2 separate regions of the Mus musculus genome follow, and region 1 is linked to region 2. A link is a contact called in public Hi-C data. All regions are on one chromosome and are shown on one strand. Each heading gives the region's core, a stretch centred on a gene start, on an enhancer-like site or on the middle of the called end of the contact. The rest is flanking DNA. Distances are from core to core; before and after follow the strand shown.

Region 1 (7,848 bases), core at 2,517-5,016, 1.0 Mb before region 2:
GACTGATTCCTCCTGGCAGGACACTGAAAAGCGATTCCCTGCTAGTTGGGAATACAGTCTGTCCCAATTCTCTCAGACGACCCTTTGAAAACCTTGATGGAGAGAAAAAAAAAATCATTCCCAGCCTCCTGGACTCTTTGATGGTCTGAAGAAATGTTACTTCTTGTAGCTAATAGACAATTGCTGCTTAGAGAATCTGTCTAGGTGCTGAGCCTTAATACAGAGAACAAAGAAGATGTAAAAAAAAAAAAAAAAAAAAAAAAGGCAAGACGTGTATTTTTTAGCATAATAGAGAATACTCCTATGGCCAGACCATAATCATGCTAGAAAGTCAACTGTGATTCCCAGAAGTATTTTTTGCTGTGTAAACTGAGGGTGTGGAGTTTGGTTCTAAAGACTTTAACAGTTGCTAGATAGTGGCTAAAGGGGTGAGGCTGGGCAAGTAAGGGGCTTATTTCAGTCTTATTTTCAAGCTGACGCAGCATATTTTAAGTGGCTGGTGTTTGGTTTCCTCTTCAGCAGCATCTGTCCGGTGCTCTGCCATGTGTCCTCAAACTCTTAGTAATTTAGTAGCAGGTTGGGAATGGCCGATGTGTAAAACGAGACTCTGTTACTATAGGGACAATGACCCCCCTCTTATTTTAAATTACCACGCTGGCAGAAGGTGACATTTTGCTCCAGGGCTCTGGAGGGAAATGAAGTTATAAATTACATCATACATGTGAACTTGTTGAATTCTCTAGTCCTCCAGAGTCTATTCTTAGAATACTGGCTGATCAGGGACCGCTGGGTTCTAATCAACTCTACATGAGAGACGACAATTTTACATTTGTGCAAAAGAAAAATAGGATGATTCTCGTGACCAAGTGTACCTGCTTGTGTTCTGTGCTTCTGTGGGACTCAGCATCTCCACAGTGCTGCTTGGCCAGTTCTTTTTTTCTCTTTTGAGCCATATTATTAGTTGTTATTATCCATCTCCAGAGCTGAATAAAATGCAAAGTATAAAACAGATGAACTCCAGATTTAACGGTGGGCATATGACCTGGTTCTTTTCCCATCTTGCCTGCTTTGTATTGGCCTTAAAGCACATCAGTGAGTGTGTCTCTCCAAATTGTTTAAAGAAAGGCTTGCCTATAAAATCTAGGACAGCAACCAGATGAGCTTCCACACGTACTGTACTTATAAAAACCACCAGGACATCTTCACAGATACAACCTACAGATATTCTCTAGCCTTTACGACTGCAGGGTTGGGGTTGGAACCTCTGCCTATAAAATCCACACAGGACACCACATCCACACTTGATTCATTTAGATCTTGAAAACGAGAGTATTGCTGCCTTTTCTGGTTGTTACATGTTTGCTTCTGAACATGTCTGTGTTCCAGTTACAAAACAATGCTTGATTCAGACCCAATGAGGACCAGTGAGAGTGACACACAGGCCATGTAGCATATTTCTTCCAGTACTAACCTGCAAGAGAATTTGTCACTTCTGAATCGCATAGTTCTAATTCAAGCATTTTGGAGTCCTATAGGTGTTCAGGGGACACTGAGACTCTGGAAGGCACATTAACTTTTAATTTTGAGAAAAGTTCATCATTTGTCAGTCATTTATAAAAACCCTGATAAATAATATGAATATTATTTCCTGGATATTAATTGAGTAAAGGGAGAAGAGATTAAAAATACTGTAACTAGCTTAAAAAAAAACTGAGACAGTCCTTTGCATCAATGGGTCTTGCTATTGGACTTCAATGTTTTCTGAAAAGCTTAGTTATATCTCAACATATGTTTACTCTGAGTGGGCTGAGTGAGGAGGGAGGTCTTGGCAACATGGAGATGAGAGAAAAGATTGAATGGGCAAGAACAATACCACAGGATGTGACACAGGGTCAGACCTGGGCCTCTTCTTTAGACTCCTTCCGTGCTCATCCCTCTCTTATGAGGTTCTTCAGTCTTACCCTCTCTTTGAGGAGTCTTAGAATGCATGTATGCCAGTGAGTTGAGAGTTCACTTGTAGTCATGTGATGGTCTTGGATAAAGCACAGAAGCAACCATGTCTCCCCCCACCCCCTACGCCCCCCCACCCCGGCACACCATCCCATTTTTGAGGGGCTGCAATAAACTTGAATAGTAACTTGTGCAGTAAAATACCACCCAGGAGACAAACTGCCACAACTCAACAGCCAGTTAATCATTGTTCTGTACATGCCCATGTGTCCTTTTAAAAGCATGCATTCCTTGCCCTATTGCTGAATGCTTTCAAGAGGGAGCTGAATGGACACTGGCCAGCGCTGGCGACAGAAGCCTAAGCATCTTGGGGTGAGATAGTTATGACATTGGACCGTGTTAAATTCCCTGTAGGTCCACATCATAGATTGCGTTACACCCCTTATAGGATTAAATCCTCGCCACCGGGAGAATCTAGTGGAAGAAGGTGCATTAATGATGTCTCTTGTCACTGGGACAGGCCTCTGACAGAGGCAAATTGAGGAAGAAGAGGTTTACACAGTCCACCATGGTGGAAGCATGATCCTATCAGGAATTCAGGCCACCATTGAGCAGGGCATGCAGAGCCAGCCTGTGACCCTCAACCTCTTGTCATCCTGATTCTGCCACTTGGACTTCATGTCCTCACTACTCCAAAGCCTGCTGTCACATCACCATTATCTGGGCATCAAGTGTTTAAACATAGGAACTTGTTGGGGACAGGGATGTGGGCCTTTCACACCCAAACCATAAAAGATGACACCTAACTTTGACAGTACAAGTATCAAAACCTCAACCATGCTTTTGAGAGAAATACCTCTGATCAATGAATCGTGAGCATGTCTAGTTTTCTGTAGAGGAGTGCTCTAGCACTTCCAGCTAGTTGCACTTTCGAGTGAGGAAGCTGACTCTAACGTGCATGTCTATGGGACTGTTTTCATATCCCTGAACCCACACAGTTCATGACTAACTGTGAAGAGATGTGAGATAGTTAAGACCACAGCTCATCGCCAGCCGCACGTGTAGAAGGTGACTCCATACGTGTGAACAGTGTCTCTTAAAACACAGACACTTAGGTTTGTATAAGACAGTCTGTTTCTGTAACTATTACTAAAAGCTATGGCAGAATGGATATCTGGTCTCTCTCCACTGATAATACAATCCCTCTGAAAATGCCATGGTTTGGAGCAGACTTTAAATCAGAAACTTGGGCCCAGGCTGGTGTCTGCTGCTGGCCAATAGCAGGATCATTGCTGGGGCTCATGATGAGGCCCAGGATGTGCCTAAGTTACTTGAACTGCTCTTGGCCTGTATCTGTGTCTTGCCTCTGACAAGAGAAGATGCTGCCTTTAATCCAGACTGCTCAGCTGTTGGCAGTTTGGCATTGCCCCCTCTCAGAAATGAAGATATAAGACTTAAGGTATTTCTGAGGAATGCTAAATAATTGTTAGAATCAGTCTGAGTTCTGCATAAACCTGCACACATTTTGGGAGTGAAAACAAAGGGCTATTCATGTCCCTCATCCCTTGCCAGATGGGGTGTGTGTAAGCTTATTAGAATTTGCTTATATATCTTAGTATAGCGACTTAAGCCTTAAGAATATAACACCCTGAAATGCTTTCAATTTCAAGAGGGTTTTACCAGTCTTGTTTTCTTTTCAGGCTGTGATGCAGTCTGAACAATATAGGTGGGCAAGTGATTCTTCCAGCCTTGTGCTTGGCAAGGGGGAATTAAAATACAAGGCTTACAGATTGTACAGACTAATATAGCAACAAAGTGAGCCAGCAGGAAGCACCAAGCTGGTATTCTCCTGGGGCCAGCAATCAGAGTGAATGGTGCATCACTGTGCTCTGTTAATTTTAGCAAATGAAAGTAAGCTTAAAAAAAAAAAAAAGAGGTAGAAAGACTGTTCCCAGAGTGAGTCAAATAAACCATTTGCCAAGTCATCAAGCAAGAGGTGTGGATGGGCAAGCAGACTCCAGCCACGTTCTGTGCTTTGTTACATGGGACATGCAGACCCTAGCAATAATGTAGCAACTGCCATAAAATACAGGCTAGCCTTTACCAGACAGAGCAAATTCACATGTTTCTTATTGCATTGACTTCTGGGAACCCCCTGGCAATCTTAGCATTCAGTATCAGAAACAATAGCTCTCTAGCCTCTGGGCACAATAATGCCTGCCCCTAGTTCTGCTTCAATATGGTTAGTTTCTTAAAATTCTGTAAAATTGTAAGTCCTCAAATGCTTCGTGAAAACAAAAAAGGTGAAATTGTGTTAAATGCCATTTAAGTAACTTCTTATGTGTTTCAAAATCGAGATTTAAAGAAAAATCTAGAAACTCGGGCTGTTTGGATTGTACAGATAGCTGTGAGACCAACGTCTGGGGGAATCGGGCTGTGTGGGACCAGAACTGATGCAAAGACCAAGTTCATTATTCTGTAGGAACACAAAGCAGTTCTTCTTGAACCTCTCATGTTTGCCGTCATGTGTTGGCATCAATATGCCACAGATCTAATACCCACAGATCTAATACCTGTGTCAATGCAACCTCTTTGAGGCACCTTCCCTCTGCATACCCCGCCCACTTGCCCGCCCACTGTCATGGCTGAACACCAACTGCGGCTTGGTGCTTTCAGCTCAGAGCACAGCACACTCTCCATTCACAAACATTGTCCCAGGCCTTGCTGTTCCTCTCAGCTCATCTCCTCACCTGTCTCTTAGACCAGTGGTTCTCGACTGTGGGCCGTGTACATTATGACTCATAACAGTAGCAAAATTGCAGTTATGACATGCAACGAAAATAATTTTGTGCCTGGGGGGGGGGGTGTCATCACGGCATGAAGAATGTCAAAGAGTCACAGCATTAGGAAGACTGAGAATCACTGTCTTAGACCAGTGTGTGTGTGTGTGTGTGTGTGTGTGTGTGTGTGTGTGTGTGTGTGTGTGTTTGTGTGTGTGTGTGAGAGATATTGTCTACTTTGCCCCTTGAGAGGGTCTCTAACTCACCATTTGGACTAAGCTGCTGACCAGAGAGCCTCAGAGATCTGTCTCTAGCTTTGCATTCATGAAATTCCAAGTGAGTACCGTCATGTGCAGGTTTTCATGCAGGCTCTTATGATTGGATGCAGGTACTCGTCTGTCTCCCCAGATGCTGCTATTGCTCAATCTACATACCATAATCACCAGGACCAAACAGTAAATGGTGAGACCTAAACCTCACTGCCAGAAGTTCTGACGCTTGGTATGAATGGCCTCATTGTGGAGCTATAAGTTTGGCCAGGTTTTGGCCTATGATTGTCCAGAATTCCTCGGAGAGTTATGTAGGAAAGTTCCTGTCTTTTTCTGTTCCTCAGTTACCATTTGCTCTTTCATTCCAGCTGTGTTCCAGGGGCACTGTTTCAGAGCTGTCCCAGATACTTCATCCATGATAATAAAACACAACTCTGTTTTATTTTACATCTAGCAAGAGATGATTCTGGTCATGACTCTGAGGCTGGGAGCCATATCCTCATGGTACCCAGAATCCTTTGCACAAAGAGGTACTAATAGAGGGAAGGATCTTTGTTTACCATTTCTGTGTTTTGTGTATATGCCTACAGTGAATAGTCATGAGAGCTTCAAACTTAATAGTTTGAAGGCACAGTTCTCATCAAATGTCGCTCAGTGGGTGATTAGTAGATGCATTTCTCTGTGAGTGTGCACTTTCATTTCAGTCATACATACCTTCAGACACTCTCGCTCTGGAGCCTGTGCAAGCCTTAATGACAGATTAAAGAATGAGTGTGACATACTTTGGGTCCCCTATGCTAAGTTCAAAAATATTTATTTATTCATGGTATTTTGTGTGTATGTGAGTATGCGTTTCTGGATGGTGTATGCTTGCCTGGGTGTGGAGGCCTCAGGAAGATGTTAGATGCTCTCTACCTTATTCCTGGGACTCTCAGTAAATATGGAGCTGCGTTGTCGGTTAGAAAGCCCACATAACTTCTTTTATCTGCCTACCACAGCACCAGAGCTTCATGGGATATGACTATGTCCAGAGTTGCATGTATCTGTGACTGTGGCTTTTACGTGGGTACTGGAGATATGAGTCCAGGCTCTCATGCTTGAGAAACATGCACTCTTACCCAGGGAGCCATTACTTCAGCTCCCAAACGGTTTCAAAAATAGCAAATATTTAATGAAACCAAAAAACACACACCTCTCTCTCCTGGACAGCTTTATTGAGTTTGTCTTTATTACTGGTATATTTTCCTCCATGTCTTTCCTCCAGATCACTTTATAGGGTTAACTAGGCAAGAGTTTTTCACACCATTGACTATGAGCAGAACAGTTTCCAGAGAAAAGCAGGAGACTGTAACCTGACATGGTCATCTGTCCTGGAGCAGGGCTTTAATCCAATGTTGATTTCTGGTAGATATTTTCACCAAATATATCCACATGGAAACGTTACCACCCTACCCCTACCCCCATGAGACACCAGAAGAAAGTACTAGAATATCTTTTGTATTGTTCCCTAAGAACCAACACATCCTTAAACTTGGCCTGTAGCTTCAAAGGTGTGGTGAGTTATTTAGGTTAATCTGAGAAATGAGAAGGAAATGGAGCCTCCCCCTTTGTCTCTGATGCCATGTGTGAGGGGCTGATGCTTGCACACTGGTGTCACTTTGCTAGGATGGAAACAGCGTGCTCCTGAGATGTGATTGATACTACCAGAGGCTTCTGCAAATCAAGTGGGTGCTTTATAGCAGCTCCGATGGCAGCACCTTCTCCTGTGCCCCCGAGGGCTTGTGCCGTGCACTGTGAGTCTTTACCATACTTACAAAACACCACAGGTGTTCTCTCCTTTTCTAACAAAAAAGTTTTCAAAGGAGCTGCAAAGAGGCCATTTCCACTCGGTGCAGCAAAGCTAAACCCGGCTAGGGATCAACTTTACCGTGGGAGGCAGGTTAATGCCCCCCAAATGAGAAATGAGAGTGGGATCTTTGGGGGCAGATCTGAAAGATTTTGGTCAGGTTTCAATTCTCTGGAGACAGGTTGGTGGTGGCTCTGGAGTGTGATCATGACATATGGACTAGAGGGACAGTCTATAGCCAGGGGACTCAGAGTGTTTCCTTGACAATCCTACCCATAGTTTAAAAGTACATATTTCCAGTCCCTCTTTAGGAGAGCTCCAAAGCCCGTGTGTCCAGGTGCAGGAAGTCTGTTGCACGCTGTACCTGAGAGCCACTAAACCCAAAGCAGAAAGTAGGGATACCAAAACCTCTAAATCAGAGATTGTAACAAAGCTACTTTGTACTCAATTCATAGGAAATACTTCATAAACATTTAGTTAAGAAATTAATAAAGCTCAAGGGGTTGAGGGCCCAGTAAAGAAAATTGCAGAAAACGGTGTAAGAAGCCAACAAAACCTCTATCCCACCTGTAACTACTTCACAGTAGAACTGACACTTATCTTAGTCATTTTTACATAGTGTCCAGCCATGTAGTCCAGGCTAGCTCATGGAACTAGTGATCTGTCTGCCTTAGCTTCCCCAGTGTTTGGATCATAGCTGTGTGTCACCATGTTGAGGTTACAATGGGCTCTTAGTGAGTGCAATTTTATAAATGATTAATGAAATTTTCTATTATTAGATCATATGTTTTTCTCCTGTCTTTCCTTGTAGCTATCCACTGCAAACACCAAAGATGAAGGGTTTTGTTGTTGTTTGTTTGTTTGTTTTTGTTATTTATTTATTTACTTACTTACTTATTGCAAGCCATGAGTCAAGGAGATTTGGTAACTTGCTCCACTGTTGGTCCTCACTCCTGCCTGAAAGAGAACTCACATGGTTAGCAGGTGGCAGCAGTAGGTTGGG
Region 2 (7,381 bases), core at 777-3,276:
ACTTGGCGATATTTTCATGCTTTATCTTTTCACACAAGAAATCTAAGACTGAGAACAATACAAGAGTAAAGGGGAGTCTGAGTCCAAATGCACTATAAACGCTGAATCCCATTAGTGTCTCCGGAGTCACGGGTCAAATGTCCTGTTAAAAGCCCTGAGCTGTAAAGGCTCTTGTGTGTTGCCACCTGCACCGAGGGTTTCTTAGTTCTTTTTGCTTCTTTTGCTATTTCCACTGGATCTTCCTTACAAATGCACTAGGCTGTGGGATCCTGCGATGTTGGGTCTCTCTTACTCTCTTGCTTGCAGCAGAGACTCTAATTTTGTTGCAGCTCTTGCCTTGGATGTGTCGATAGATGGGTACTCAGCTCTGATTAGTGTTTATGACGCGGGCATGTGCCAGTCTAAACAAAGCTAGTCATTCTATAGGACAGCAGTGGGACACTATGAACGGGGTAAAGCTAGTTCTACATAAGAGCTCACAAAACACAAGAAAAGGGTGTCATTTCCCAATGCCAGTTCTACTGTTCTCTTAGAATATTTTATTATTATTTTTATTTGTGTGTCCAAATGTGTGTGTATGCATGTGCATGCACGTGTACATATGTGTATGTATAAATGTATGCCTCTCGTGTATGCGTCTGGCTATGGAGGTCAGGAGAGAGCACGGGATGCCCTGGAGCTGGGCTTATAGGCAACTGTCAGCCATCCAACATGAGTGCTGGGAACTGAACCTTCCAGGTTCTCTGGAAGGACAACAAGTGTTCCTAACCACTGAGCTTGCCTATCCCTTACCATTCTACTAACTAAAGGCCATGTTTTGTTGCTGGTGTGAGGAAAGATTTTGGACTTGGGAGGAGTCAAGCTCAGCATTCAGCTCCTAAGGCAGGCTCAGTACTTCAGTACCCCATGCAGGCTCAGTACCTCAGTACCCCAAGCAGGCTTAGTACCTCAGTACCCCATGCAGGCTCAGTACCTCAGTACCCCATGCAGGCTCAGTACCTCAGTACCTCATGCAGGCTCAGTACCTCAGTACCCCATGCAGGCTCAGTACCTCAGTACCCCATGCAGGCTCAGTACCTCAGTACCTCATGCAGGCTCAGTACCTCAGTACCCCATGCAGGCTCAGTACCTCAGTACCCCATGCAGGCTCAGTACCTCAGTACCCCATGCAGAGAGCTCTGAATGTGAGCCTGTGTTCTTATAATGAAAGACTGTTTCACCTCATAGGTAGAGGAGCAATGTGAAGACCTGGGTATGGTGCAGGTATAGAGTCAGGGCTTAGGAGACTCTGGAAGCATTACTAATAAAATAAAATAAATAAAAATCCATATTTCCAGAAGCCAAGAATCAACCTTATTTTAGGCAACATGTTCTCGGGCATGAGAACTCAGAAGTGAGTCAGGAGATGGGGTTCTATTTTGGGCTCAAGAACTTTAGTCACAGGAACTAGCAATTTCCCTGAGACTCTGTGCCATGATTGTAAAAGAGGGTTCTTGTCTGTTTATCTGCATGCATATACAGGATATAACCTTTGTAAGTAAGAATAAAGCACATAAAAAATACTTTCAGTAATATTGTCCAAACCACTTTCTCTGTTGTCTACTTTCCTTAAATTCTGTCACCTGTCAAGTTGCCAACAGCTCTGCCTAGTGAATAACCATTCACAGCTATGGAACCCTCCTACCTTGTTTCCTAGAGTTACCAGGAAACCTGAAGTCCTGGAGTGCTTCTGACCAAGTCCCCCTGGCTCTGTCTCTTCCCTGTGCTTTCCTGTACATAGTGAAAGGAACAGAGAGACAGAATGGTTTCCGGGCTTTCCTTGTGAAGCCATGCTCGGAAATGGATTTGCTGGGGTCTGGTGAGACAACACAAACTCAATTCTAGCTCCAACACTGAAGCTTCCTCTCAATGGAAGCAATCAGTTAGTCCTTTCTGCCATGCTTTCCCTTCCCTGTCCCTGGCTACGGCTGAGCGCTTGCTGGAAGTGCTTGCTGGGAGGTTTTGAAGACCGTCCTTCCTGGTAGAGCTTTTCTTTGGTAACAAAGTTGGTACAGAACCCCTAATAGTCAGACATGATTAAGACCTTTGGAAGCAATTCTTCAAAAGCTAACGAACTCATGTACTGACTTCATTTAGACATTGCAAGATTTCAGGACTCTCTGCTGCCGAATGAGAGTCATCCCTCCCCACACTGAGCTCTGCCTGTCCCTCTGCTGTCTCTGTCCATTTAGCTGAGTGGTATCTTCCGACAGGGCATGTGGCCAGAGAAACAGAAACGGTGCAAAGACACCAATGTCACAAGCCACAGGAATAAAAAGAGACTTGAGCAGTCTGCATAGAAGCCAGCTCTGTGCTGGAGGAGCCATCACACAGCTGTGGCAACTCTGTCATTTTTTTTTATTTGCCTACAGTGACACCTGCTGGAAACAAAAATAAATCTAAGTTTTAAAATACAAAAGCAAGCTTTGAGAACCATCAGCCATATATCATCTTTGTCTTCATCTTCATCATTGTTGTCATCATCATCACTTTGACTAAAACTACATTCCTTAAACATCGATTTGACTCAGGGTTTTGCTTTGGAAGTTCCTTTTTGTACAAGCTGAGAAGCTAAAGGTACTTTCAGCTCGATGACGTCATCATTTTCCTTGGGACCAAGAAGCTGGAATTCACACCCTTACGATGCATGCTGGTTCTAGGAGGAAGCCTTTATAAGCAGTTTGATTGTGTTATATAGCCTTCTGAAATGGTGCGTTAAAGCATGGCGTATTGACTACAGTGTGTGGGAAGGGATTTTGGAACTCTAAGATAATATCAAGATAGCTCTCAGTGGTTGAAATATTTAACAGGAACATATTCATAAGAAGTGCAGTTGCACAAAACCATCTTGTCCTTGGGTTTTGGGCTTCATGTTTAAAGCATGTTCACAGTGCCCACTACTCTGCATATTGAACAACCAATTGGAGCACCTACAGATTACCATTGATTTCAACATTAACTAGGCACACTCAGGATTTCCACAATCATGTGACACAGGGGGGGATTTGAACACTTAATTAAGATCCATTGTCGTCTTTAGAATTCACGAAAGTTCCCATCAACCAAGAAAGCACAAACATCCAGATGGTGCCACCTTTCATCGAGGATTCTCACCCCATGATTTGGCATTTACAGTTATTATTAATACAGGGCACATTTACAGAACAAGATAAAGATATCATCTTTGAAGTGGAAACTTAAAGGGTTCTCTGGAAAGTCAGTTGTGTCGAATGGTGTTTTGCTGGGGCAAGCTCGTGAAGGAACTTTCCATTAAAGTGGACACAGGAGTGAAAAACTAAGGCAGGCTCATGAGGGAATGCTTGGCTGAAGCAGACACAGAAGAGAGGATGTTCTGCTAAAGCAGGCATATGCAAGGACACATGACGAAGAATTCTTTGCTAATGACATGCATGTATTGGGCTACCTTACATCACATAGTTGATCTGCATTTGTCAGGACTCCATAGAGAGAAATGCACCAAAAACTTCTGGTGGTGTGCTGCAGTTTCTTGCTGACTCTGCAGACTCGGGCTGAGATAGACACTTGTGCTGAGACAAGACATGTGCTGAGGCAAGGCTCACGGAGGACACATGATGTTCAGAGAGAAGATAAAAGGACTTAATGGGCAGTGATGGAGGCTGCGCTTGGCTTGCTTATAGAGCTAGCTGTGCAACAATTCTGAGCCTGGAGTCTATGCTGATTTTCCCTTCCCTGAGAGAGGCACAGCCAAGAACTCCTGTGTTCCTTCTGGTCCCTCCTGCTGACTTGTCTCTCGCTGTCTCTGCAGGCAGTCTCACCGCTGTTGCTAACCCAACTCTGTTGAACTGGACTGCTGGTGTATCCATGAAGTACTTGCTAGTGGATTGAGCTGTTGCTGCTGCTAACCTGTGAACGGAACTGTTGATTTCCAACAATACAGATGGGAGTTGCTCCAAAGGACCATTCTACTGGTCTACTTCCTCCATATTCTTTCTGGTGGGTGGTGGGCTAAAGGGGAGGTTAAAGCATTTAAGAACCATGGTTAAAAAACAGGTTCTGGAAAAAATTAAAGTTATACATCTGATTCAGAGTTTGGTCCCTTTGCGAGTTTCAGTTTCTTCCATTAATTTTTTTTCTAGCTTAAGACTTGTTGTTAAAGTCCAGTTCCTGCCTGATACAACTCTACAGAACATTTTGAAAGTTAATGTTATACAGTCTGGCCTGGCCACTGTGACTGCACCTCCACTAAGAGTGCCCACCAGCACTGGGCAATGGTATTACTTGTTAATTACATCAATACAAGGCAGTTGTTTCAATCCCCAGCTGCTGAGATGAAACACAGGTTCCGGCAGCTCCATCCTACGGCATCCTCCATCTTTCCTACCTCAGCACGTTGGCTCTTCTGAGGGTGTCTTTGTTTAGAAGTTAAACCTTACAGAGAAATAATTTTTCCTATATATTTATGCCCATATTCATCTATCCTCTCACTCCTTCCAATGGCATCTTTATAAATCAGTGGGTAGAAGAGATGACAGTGTAGCTACTACCTCTTCACAAAACACCTGAACAGTGACTGCGGTCCACTCCCGCAAGGAATGCTGAGTATAACTTCCACAGCTGAGCACAGTGAGCTTTCAGCTCTGCACTATTCTGCTGGGCTGTGATGGCTTGTACATCAGTGCACTGATGGAATCAACTACAGTTATTGGGCTATTTGTCTGGGTGATAAGGTTAGAGCCTTTATAATGCTAACCCTAGTTAGTGATGGGTTACTAGCCTCATATAGAATCAAGAGAGTGCCATGACCTCTACCATGTGAGGATAGAGATGGAAACCACCATCTTAGGAGCAGGAAACTGGCCCTCTCTACACACTGAATTTCCTAAAACCTTAATCTTGGACATCATGACCAAGAAACTCTTGCTGCTTCTAAGCAATCTAGTTATGACATTTTATCACAGCACTCAGGAGTAACGTAAGATGAGGAGCTATGACTAACTTTAAAATGTAGTATTTCACTCAAAAGCTACCTGCGCTTTGTGTCCACTTGATCTCACAATGGCTCTGACTGTTCCCTCCTGGCTCCTGGGATTAGACTTTTTGAGAGGTAGATTTTCCTGGGTTTTTTCACACTACAGGAAAAGGTGTTTAGCACAACAAATAGATCCCCTCCCCAGACCCAAGCATCACTAGAGACCTCAGGCAGGCTCAGAGCACCACACATAGAACCTAGACGAAATGTGTATGTATACCTTTAAAGGGAAGCTAATTCCATCGGTGCTCTTGAGAGCATGGGGCTGAACTCAGTGTCCACGTTTCCATTTGTACTTGATTAATTTTACATTTCTATTTACATCCATAAATTGTATGGTAGATATTAGAGAAAGACTGATTTGATATTCAATTTACTAGCATACTAAAAAAAAAAAAAAAAAAACCTGAAATTGTTAGCAAACTGCATTAAAAAAAACACTTATCTCATTCTTAAGCATTCTTGCAGGGCCACCCTCTGTGAGCACCTCTGCTCATTTAGGGATATCTGGGTCTGTAGTCTGGGAGTATTTATAGTGTTCGGTTATCATTCTCTTTGAAGTGACATCTTAGAAGGGGGCTGTCCCATCATCTCAAGGACTGCATTCATTTTACTCCCCACTGCAGACCCATCTTCTAGCTATGATTGACTATTTATTATATTCCTGGAAGGTATGTTTTGGATATTGTTACTGTTATTTTTATCTTGGCCTTGCTTGAACTACATTAGTTTGTTCTCTGCCCATGGCTCAAGAGCCCCTTGCCTAGTACATCTGAAACACCACCCACACCATGTACTAGACATCCCCGTAAGGAACTCACAGCACACCCAGCACACCATAGCTTATAATAAGCACCGAGAAACCCATAAGACAGTGGACATAGCATACCTCATACAAGATACCAGCGTACACCACGGTATACCCAGCACACCATAGCTTGTACTAGACACCTAGAAACCCATAGGACAGTGGACACAATATAGTACATACAATACAATATACATCAGTGTATACCACAATGCTCCCAGAAAACCATAGCTTGTATTAGATGCTGATGTAGAAACTCACACCACAGCAGGCAATTCTGCATCAAACTGTTAAGTAGCCATTACATTCTAAAAATAATAATAATAATAATTTCCTATATTAACGCTATCTATATAAATCATATTAGATTTATAATTTATTTGTACTTAATATGTTTACTTGCTTCTGTTCATAGTTTTTTTTTTTTAAGCCTGCAAGTACAGAGAATTTACATCACTTTTTTTCTTGTGTTGGAGCAACCTAATAAACATCACTTAAGTCAACGCTCAAGTGTACATCGTAGCTTTCTTCCTTTGAGCCAGCCTGGCCCATGGACAGGAGCTGGAACACTTTGTGATGAGCCTCAGAGGCGTGAAGTTCTGACACTGCCAGAGGGTATGGGACCCCTATGCATCAGATGGAGGTGACTTCTTGAGGCCTTCAGTGGGACATGCTCCAAAGACAGCAAGCACAGTATGCCATGCCTGTGACGGAGGCTTTTATTGTAGCACTAGCTTTAGTTAGATAAGCCAAACAGATGTGCAGCTGAGCACACAGGTCTGACTGGGAGCTGTGCACTGTGGGAAGAACAGCTCTGCACCCTGAATAAAATGGGCAAGGGTTGAGGACAACAGTGACACTGATGTGGGGGAGGAGTTACACAAAAGATAAAGAGGAATGCTAATGTAAATATAGCTTTGTTTAAGAGATTGAAAAACTAATAAAGAAACTTGTCTCTTGGGGAGAAGAAAAGAAAAAAGTGAAGGACCCAGAGAGATGAAGACCCTCCAGTTAATGAAGTGTCGAATCAATGTCGTTTTGAAATCGGAATCAAATGAATAACAATATTCTGCATAATTAAAATAAATTAAATGAGGGAAAACAGTTCATAAAAATCAAAGCAAATAAAAATAGGTGGACTAAACTGAACATTAATATGGTGGCCTAACCACAGAGAACATAAACACTGGCATAATGCCTTTAATGGGGCAGGAGAGATGGCTCAGCAGTTAGGAGCACTTGCTGCTCTGACAGAGGACACAGGTTCAATTCCCAATACCTGCATGGTGGCTCACAATCATCAATAACTCCAGTTCCAAGGGATCTGATAGGCTCTCCTGGCCCCCCAAGGGACACTGCACAGATGCGGTACACAGACACACACAAAGGCAAAAACACCCATACACATAAAATAAAAATATATCTCAAAATGGCTCTGGCTGTGTATCACTCACATATCATCAAGACAAGCAGAACTCTGGAGACAGTAATTGTCCATCAGTGCTGGCTCAGCTCAGTGTGCT

The links. A called contact is a pair of places that touch in the nucleus more often than the background predicts.
Region 1: a contact with region 2 is called in a Hi-C map of cortical neurons, with 3 times the contacts expected there. The contact joins two enhancer-like sites. A contact is called at or near these places in 1 of 484 Hi-C or Micro-C datasets (cortical neurons), 1 of 115 datasets of contacts at active chromatin or transcription factors (astrocytes) and 1 of 9 other capture datasets (embryonic stem cells).

The regions. Positions count from the first base shown.
Region 1 is chr3:35,228,654-35,236,501 of GRCm38.p6, reverse strand. No RefSeq gene overlaps it. Among named protein-coding and RNA genes, the nearest start is that of 1700017M07Rik, 44 kb to the left of the region's middle. Within about 2 kb of position 3,766, at least 16 of the 459 cell types and tissues checked have an H3K27ac peak or open chromatin away from gene starts, as enhancers often do. A contact at or near this core is called in cortical neurons, where this site is marked.
Region 2 is chr3:34,227,101-34,234,481 of GRCm38.p6, reverse strand. No RefSeq gene overlaps it. Among named protein-coding and RNA genes, the nearest start is that of Gm52623, 36 kb to the left of the region's middle. Within about 2 kb of position 2,026, at least 38 of the 459 cell types and tissues checked have an H3K27ac peak or open chromatin away from gene starts, as enhancers often do. A contact at or near this core is called in cortical neurons, where this site is marked.